2 separate regions of the Mus musculus genome follow, and region 1 is linked to region 2. Evidence: chromatin contacts called from public HiChIP or PLAC-seq data. All regions are on one chromosome and are shown on one strand. Each heading gives the region's core, a stretch centred on a gene start, on an enhancer-like site or on the middle of the called end of the contact. The rest is flanking DNA. Distances are from core to core; before and after follow the strand shown.

What was found. HiChIP or PLAC-seq counts read pairs in DNA pulled down with a chosen protein or histone mark.
Region 1: a contact with region 2 is called in an H3K27ac HiChIP or PLAC-seq map of heart atrium, with 4 times the contacts expected there. The contact joins two enhancer-like sites. A contact is called at or near these places in 1 of 39 promoter capture datasets (hippocampal neurons), 9 of 484 Hi-C or Micro-C datasets (the HL-1 cell line, LSK cells, cardiomyocytes and 3 more), 4 of 115 datasets of contacts at active chromatin or transcription factors (differentiating embryonic stem cells, embryonic stem cells, heart atrium and 1 more) and 2 of 9 other capture datasets (adipose tissue and pancreatic islet).

The regions. Positions count from the first base shown.
Region 1 is chr17:12,650,296-12,654,256 of GRCm38.p6, reverse strand. Slc22a1 (solute carrier family 22 (organic cation transporter), member 1) reads left to right here. Exons shown (of 11, transcript NM_009202.5): 9 at 1,773-1,885; 10 at 3,286-3,388. Among named protein-coding and RNA genes, the nearest start is that of Slc22a1, 24 kb to the left of the region's middle. Within about 2 kb of position 1,481, at least 7 of the 459 cell types and tissues checked have an H3K27ac peak or open chromatin away from gene starts, as enhancers often do. A contact at or near this core is called in heart atrium, where this site is marked.
Region 2 is chr17:12,569,550-12,573,785 of GRCm38.p6, reverse strand. No RefSeq gene overlaps it. Among named protein-coding and RNA genes, the nearest start is that of Slc22a2, 13 kb to the left of the region's middle. Within about 2 kb of position 2,170, at least 13 of the 459 cell types and tissues checked have an H3K27ac peak or open chromatin away from gene starts, as enhancers often do. A contact at or near this core is called in heart atrium, where this site is marked.

The DNA.
Region 1 (3,961 bases), core at 232-2,731, 81 kb before region 2:
TGACAGCGGCCTACTCTTTGCTTTCTTCTGCCAGTTCCTTTATTAGAAGAACATGGTTTAGAGTCTTACTTGTAAAGAAATTGCTTGGTCTGAGCACAAGGAGATGAAGGAAAATTAAGGATACAGTATTTTCCCAGGCCTTCCAGGGAGGGTTACATAGTGAGACCCTTTCTCAAAAACCAAATAAAAACAAAACAAAACGAAACATCAAACCAAGAAAACAACAAAAAATTCAGAGAGATATAGAGATAGATAGATAGATAGATAGATAGATAGATAGATAGATAGATAGATGATAGATAGATAGGATCTTCTATGTTTGTATTTTTTAGTCCAGAGTCTAAAAATGAAAGAGCCAGGACAAATAAGTCCTCTGTCACAGTTACCAGATTCAAAGAAATGGTCTATCAAATGTGCTGTGTGTCACTGTGACAAAATATCTAAGATGATCAACTTTTAAGGAAAGGTCTGTCTTCACACCTTCTTTCAGAGGCTTTAGTCTATGTTCACTTGACCCTGTTGCTGTGGGCTCAGGACTTGAGATCTCAAGACAGCACAAAGCATTATGGCCAGAATGTGTGGCTAGAAAGAAAAACAGAGAGAAAGGACCAGAAAGGACTGGGGTCCCCATCTCCCACTTCAAGGCATTCTCCTGATACCAACCTTCTTGCAATTAGGCCCTGCCTCCTAAAGCAGTGGGTCTCAACCTTCCTAGTGCTTGGACCCGTTAATACAGTTCCTCATGTTGTGGTGACCTCCAATCATAAAATTATCTCATTACTAACTTATAAATGTAATTTTGCGAATGTTATGAATTATAGTATAAATTAGGCAGGATATCTGATATATGACTCACAAAGGGGTTCATGACCCGAAGGTTGAGAACTGCTTTCCTAATGGCTGCATCAGGCAGTGACCAACTGTGTCCATCAGGCAGTGACCAACTGTGCAACACACAGGCTTCTGCAAATGCTTTCCTAAATAATAACAGTTACCAAGCCTGGTCTTCCATGGAGGTGGCCTATTGCCTCCTTCCTGAATGACCCTTTCCACTGTGCGTAGGATAATGAGCAGTCACAGAAAGTAGGAGAAGAAGCAGGATGGCCAGGAACAACCTCAAACCCAGTGCCTATGAATACACACACAGCCATGTGAGTCCCAGTATTTATAGTCAATTGAATCAAATGCATATAACAAAATGACAAGACAGTCATTTTGGCTGCCCATTACTCTGTAAGCACTCCTGATTCAAAGAAAGGCTATTTGAACTACAGACCCTCTACTTATTCACAGGGATCTCTGTGCTCAGTAGTTCTCTTCTTCACACTCTGGGCGCCAGACTCATTTGGTGTTGAGAGCAGGCATTGGTATTTGGTATAATTCTGGGTCTTACTAAACTTAGCCACACAGAAATACTGTGTTCTCTTTCCAAGTGATAACATATCGCAGCCCTGGGACAGGAGTGGAGTGCAGCTGCAGTTTAAGTCCGAGAACACGCGTGCTAGCTCATCTCCGTCGGCCTGTAGCCGGCCTCTAGGAGTGAGGGCTAAGCATCTGAGAGTACAATTGCAGAGGTAGGCTGTATTTTTCAGCCGTCTGAGCAGTGATCAGTCTGTACCCATCTCCACTCTAGCCTGCCGCCTTCTCTCCGCACAGCTCTTCCCACTCCTATGGTTTTGGGGGTCCTGGCTGATCTCGTGCCTGCTCTAGGATGCCGTTCACACCTTGAAGGTGAAGCATGCATGTGATCTGTCTGGTCTCTGTCTTCCCAGGAATCTCGGGATGATGGTGTGCTCTGCCCTGTGTGACCTAGGTGGGATCTTCACCCCCTTCATGGTGTTCAGGCTGATGGAAGTTTGGCAAGCCCTGCCCCTCATTTTGTTTGGTAAGACTTTATGGGCTATTCTTTCTTTTCATCTGGTGGAGGGTAATTGTGTGAGCACTTGGCAGTTGCTTGTAGATCGAGGGTCAAGGGTGGGCTTCGACTGTCTCCTAGTTCATTCTCCCTCGAATTTCAGGAACCAATAAGATGCAATTCCCGTGTAGTTGCCAGAGATTTTTGTCCTGTGGCTCCAGAATCAACCCATCATGCACTCCAATGGCTGATGATCTTTTGACACAATCTACTTTCTAATGCACTGGATGTCTAATTTGTAGGCCCTGAGTATGTCATTGCTGGGCTAGGATTGTGTTGAATGACGACCCCTTTCTGAGTGTGGTGACACTAATCCATCATCCCTGCACACTGGAGGCTCAGAAAGGACAACCCCAGGACCAAGGGCCTACAAGGGATGTGCACGAGACCCTGTCTCGGAGAGCCCAGTGGGGAGGGGCACAAAGAGACATGTGGGAATCAACAGTGTTCTGTGTCCTCTCTGCTGGTAAAGCTGGGCTGGTGAAAGACGATGGAAATACTGTTTCTGTCCCCAGACCTAGAGCAGGAGGGGTCCAAGGCCTGCTTACCCATCAGCAGAAGGATAAATGTCTGCTTGTGGGAAGAGAAATGCCAGGCCTGGCACAGGCCAATGCATGGGAAAGGCAAAGGAGGGAGAAAGTTAGAGAGTGGATAGAAGAGAGAGGAAAGGAAAGAGAATAAGAGAGAGACAGGAAGGAAGGAAGGAAGGAAGGAAGGAAGGGAGGAAGGAAGGAGGGAGGGAGGGAGGGAGGGAGGGAGGGAGGGAGGGAGGGAGGGAGGGAGGGAGGGAGGAAGGGCAGAGGGGAGGAAGAGATAAGAGAGAGTAATAAGACAGGTTTATCCATGCACAGGTTGGTCTTACTCTCTAGCCCTGCCTGCATCCCTATCTCTATAATTATGCACCTATGATCTGTCATCTCTACATTTATTCATGCATATGCCTATCATCTATGTATGCTTTTTCTTTCATCTTTTTTGTATGTATTTACCATCTGTTTGTGTATCTATCTCATTATCTACTACATCTTTCTATTTACCATCTATTTATTCGTCATCTATCGCCATCTGTCTATCTATAATAACTACTTAAAACTGATGTATCATTTTTTGTGAGACACTCAACTTCAAATATCCTCTAATACTCAAATACCAGCTCCTTTGGAATCCGCTTCTGTAGTGGCAAATACTGCCTTGTCTTACTCTTGCATTTCTCTAACTATTCAGTTGCCTCCAGTTCGTTCCTAAACGTTTCTGATAACTTTCAAAGATGAGCAGCATCCCCTCCCTGCCCTCTGGCCCACTGCACTCATTTCTGTAAGGGACACAAGCCCGTTCTCATTGGACTTCCTTGGACTTGGTTTCATTTGTAGGGGTTTTGGGCCTGAGTGCTGGGGCTGTGACCCTTCTACTTCCGGAGACCAAGGGCGTGGCTCTGCCTGAGACTATTGAAGAAGCGGAGAACCTGGGAAGGAGGTGAGGACAGTGGTGCGGGGAAGGGAGGGTGTGGCCGTATCTTCTGTAAAGGGTCCCAGCATTGCAGCACATTCTCAGTTATCCCACCTTAATGGTGGGGAGAGCTTTTCCGGTGTCCGTGAGCTTAGTCTGACGTTCAGAGATGCTGGGGATGGGATTGGAGCTCAGCCACTGGATGCAAGGAAAACAGAGAACCAGAACCGACTTCTTAGTGTACAGTTATCCCACACTGCCTTAGGGATGCTGCATCAGGGACACTGGACACAGAAGAATAACAAAGGAATTTTGGGAAAAGGAAGATTCTTTTTATTGATATTATTATTTTTTAAATAGTCTCTCTATGTCACCCTGGCTGGCCTCAAACTCATAGAGGCCCACCTGCTGCTGCCTCCTGAGTGCTGGAATTAAAGGTGTGCAGCCATGCCCAGTGACCCTTCCCTTTGACTTAGACAGCAAGCCCAGGAACTAGTGTAAGTTGTGTCAGTGGTGCCCCCAGAGCAGGCGCCCTCTGAACCTCACCCGGAGACACTCTGGGGCTCTGAGCACCTGTTTAACCACGTGCATGGTTTCTGT
Region 2 (4,236 bases), core at 921-3,420:
TGGGAGGCTGGATCATCTGGCTCCTTGGCTTTGTTTTGGGATTCAGTTTCAGCCTTTCATGATCTACAGGCCTGAGTTTACACATCTGCTCTACCTTAGTCATTCAACTCCGGCACCAAGAGGCTACTACACCCATTAGTCTGGAAACCCAAGAGCCACTTATCCAATTTCAAGTTGTTCTATGAACCTGGTTTCTATGAGCTTTTTCTATGCTTGAGATCTGTAGCCAATTGATGCTCAATTCTGCATTTTTTCTGCACTAGAGATAGCCTGGTTTGCTAGAGTCTGCATGGGCACCAGTGTCAGCTGGTATTTATAGTGTGTCTACTGTATGCTCCCTATGGCCAGACACTGAGGATACAGAAAGAAGCAAGGCATAGTCTCTCTCCTCAGGTAAGTCTAGACAGCTACAGAGAAGTGAAGGTGTGTGTGTGTGTGTGTGTGTGTGTGTGTGTGTGTGTGTGTGTGTGTGTGATAAAACATAAGCAAGGTGAATCCCTGAGGAAGCCCTGGGAAGGAGCTTTTCATCCAGGCTTTGGGAGATGTAGGGAATAGGAAGTGGGGTGGTAGGGGGAGAAAAATTTGTATTCTTGTAGGCAAAGCTTTTACTGGAAAAGACACAAGAGCATTTTGTAGGGAGGCCCCTTCCACCTCGGTTTTCTTCTTAAGGAGTGTGTGTAGGCTCACTACCAAGACCTCACACGGACATTCTTTCTGTCTCCCTCCCACTGGATGAGACTTTTGTGAGCTGAGTGCTTGCTTTCAGTGCCAAAGAAATTATTATTGGATGAGTCACTTCTTTGGAAAATGTAATTCTGACAACCATTAAGATAGCTTCCCAAATATTAATGCTACTGTCGGATACGGGTTGGGTTATACCCCAAAGACCAAGGAGAGGCACGTGTCATTGGAAATGTTTCCCAACGATCTGCTCCCAACGTCTCAGAAAGTTTTGTTGGCTTTTATTCAAACTGAGTGTTTTAGCCACATATTTTTGGTAAGGTGCAAAAGTTGTTACTTACAATGAAAAGAAATAATTTGAGACAATTTCAAACCAAGGGACCTTCTAGAAAAGACACACCCTGGGTAGTCTGTAGGGTTGTTGAATGTCTGGGTTGGATGTCTCCTTGTTGAAATATCATCCGATGTGGTTGAAACTAGAGCTGTTGGGTTTTTGTTTTTTTTTTTAACTTCAGTGTAACTTAAGTTTGGAGATGACCAGATCTTTGTGTCTGGGGGTGCTCTGCATATTGTAGAATATTTTCGCAGTTTCTCTTGGTTCCAGCCAATAGGTACTAGCAGCCTCTCCTCTTGAGTCAGAACACAGGCTAAAATCCTTATTGTAGAGGAAAACAAATGAAGGCCCAGAGAGGTAGGTCATGTGACTTAGATGACACAGGGCCTCTAGCTGTGTCCTGAATAACAACCGACTAGCTAGTGTTCAGTTCTCCTTGAACGGAACCCTGGGCTCACACTCACGACATCTGGGAAAGCTAAACTCGGCCAGCTAGTGCAGTTGACCTTTCCTCCAGTTTGCTGAAGAACTGAGATTTCTTGACCTTCCGATCATGTTTTTGGAATTGGTTCCTCCTGGCTTGCCCTTTCTGTTAGGATCTGCTTATCGCCTTGTGAAAACACAACCAGTCCCGGAGGGGTTTGTGCACCTGCTCTTTCTCCCTCTTATCTGATCAGGTGACCAGATATTGGCCAAGCAGTAAGGGGATCCATACACAGCTTTGCTCCTCTGATAACGGGGAATAATCCTTTTGCAAGGTTAAAGTTCACGTCATGAAAACATCCCTTTATTTTTAAGATATTTTCTTCTGGTCAGTATATTTAGACACCTAGAGAGTAATAAAAAATAAAATCCATTCACTTATTTGAAACTGTGTTCTTGTCACTTGCCTCTAAAGCATCATAGTGCCAAGCAAGTGCCAGCAAGGAGAGACTGGAACTGGGCTCTGGAATGTTCTTTGGGGGACTGCTCTGTTGATCCTCAGGAGACTGTCTCATCTACAGGTTTCTCAGGGTCACCGGGAAAGCTTAGATTCTGACACTTGGAGTCTGACAGATCTTTTGTCACTACAACTGGAGGCCTGTGTGTGGGAAAGACCAACGTGCCAGCACATAGCCAGTGACATTCAAGCCCCGCTCAATTTATGTCAGTATACCAGTGACGAAATTCACGACTCCGTTGTCCCTCCGGGCTGCCAATGTTGTCTGCTGGGATAGATTCTTGCAGTGGCCTGTGCCAGTGGCTTCTCCCTGCTTGTTGCTGATGACTGGCAGCTCCAAGAGATAACTCAGGAATTCTGCTGATGCCACAGCTGACTTAGCACCCTGACCCACTTGTGCTAGGATTCCACTTGCACAAGGCTCTCAGCTGCTGCCAGCCAGAAGGAACCAAGCTTCCATATTGTGAGCAGCTTGTTTGTAGCCAGAGGGTGACTATACCATCAACTTTGGGCAGAAGCCAGAAATACCCACAGGGCAGCTGACGATGGCATAGGAGAGAAATCATGTCAGGGCTACCTTGTGGTAGAACAGAGTTCAGATCTTTGCTCTGAAACATGGTCTTCTGCAGCCTTACCAGGATTTTACAGAAGCTGGGCACTTCCACTAGCTTACTGACTCCACAAAGGCAGCCTTGCCTCCTGGTCCTCACATGTAGTGCAAAGAGGGTCATCATGGAGCCCAGTATAGCCATTTGACTGTGTCTATGCTCTTGGTTTCATTCATGGCTCTGACATTTTTTTTTGAGCTGGGATAAGTTACTTGGTGTCAGAGGGGGGATTCTTACTCTCCTCACGACTTCTGAGAATTGGGGGGGGGGTTCACCACATGCGCATGTGCTGGCTGCTCTCTGGGTCATATGTGTAAGGTGGGGGCACTGAGCATGCGCACCCTCAGAGCTCTAACTCCGGAGATGCCCAGTGTCTCAAACCACTCCCTCAGTTTCCAGAGCTCTGGTAAATCAGGTGGCATTATATGACTACCAGCTGTGATAAAGCTGCTTTCTTTGTGGTAGAAGGCACTGCTGTCCCCAACAGCTTAAACAATGTACCCGTTCTTGTGTGTCCTGAGAGCAGAAGTCACCATCTATGCCTTCCATTTTGACCTGTCTCCACACTGTAAGAAATGGCCAAACCTGCCTTCATAGCTAAGAAAAAGCAATAGAAACATTAAAAAATGTTATAAGGGGTTGGAGAGATGGCTTTGCCAGTAAAGTGATCTTTATGCAAACATGGGGACCTGAGTTCAAACTCCAGCATCCATAGAAAGAGCTGGGGACAGTGGCCCACATGTAATCCAAGTGTCTCCACATGTGTACATATATATGCTTATACACACATGTGAACCTACACACACAAGTACACACACACAAGTACACAGACACACACAGACACACAGACACACACACACACACACACACTGGATTTGAATGTTAATGCTGGAAAAATGGGTACTTGCTTGGGACTCAGTAGCAGTCCCTGTCTCCATTCCTGTGGGTATACGATAGGCAGGTCAGTAAGGCACCAGTGATGGCCTGAGACTCTCTCTGTGGGTCCCATGCTCTGCCTTGCTGGCATCTCAGCTGGAGAGCAGCTGAACAGAGGTGCTGGGATCATGTAAGCTCATCAGGACCTGAGCGCTGGTCTCTGCTGAGTGGAGCAGACAACAGAAATTTATAGACTCTTCTGGAATGACTGGAAGATCCTGCATCTGCTCTGTCCAGGACAGCAGCATGTGGCCACGCATATCTGTTGTCCCTTGAAATTAGGCTGGTGTCACTGAATCCTGTGTGAGGTTACATAGCCACACGCAGTCAGTAGCTACTGCGCTGACCAACACACAATAGATAGCACATGCTTGGGCTTGGGCTTTGGTGACCTGTTGTGCACGGCCCTATACAGGATGACCTGCTTGCTCCTCTGGACCTTGCACATTGCAGGTCTACTCTTTGCCTCCCTTTGGAGCTTAGTGTGTCTCTTCTACTATACCCAAGTCATGTGCATATCTCCCTGGCCTCTCCTGCAATCCAGTTCCCCATGGCTGAGTCTATCACTGAGGGAGGAGTTTAAGGGACATCAAACTGTAACTTTAGGTTTTTTTTTTTCATCCTCTTCATGACTGAATAAGAAATTAAAAGATTTGATTACATGCCGTACACACTGAGCAACATCTGTAAAAATTCATCAATTTCCCCTCCCAGTCCCTGCTCCCAGAGACTAATTA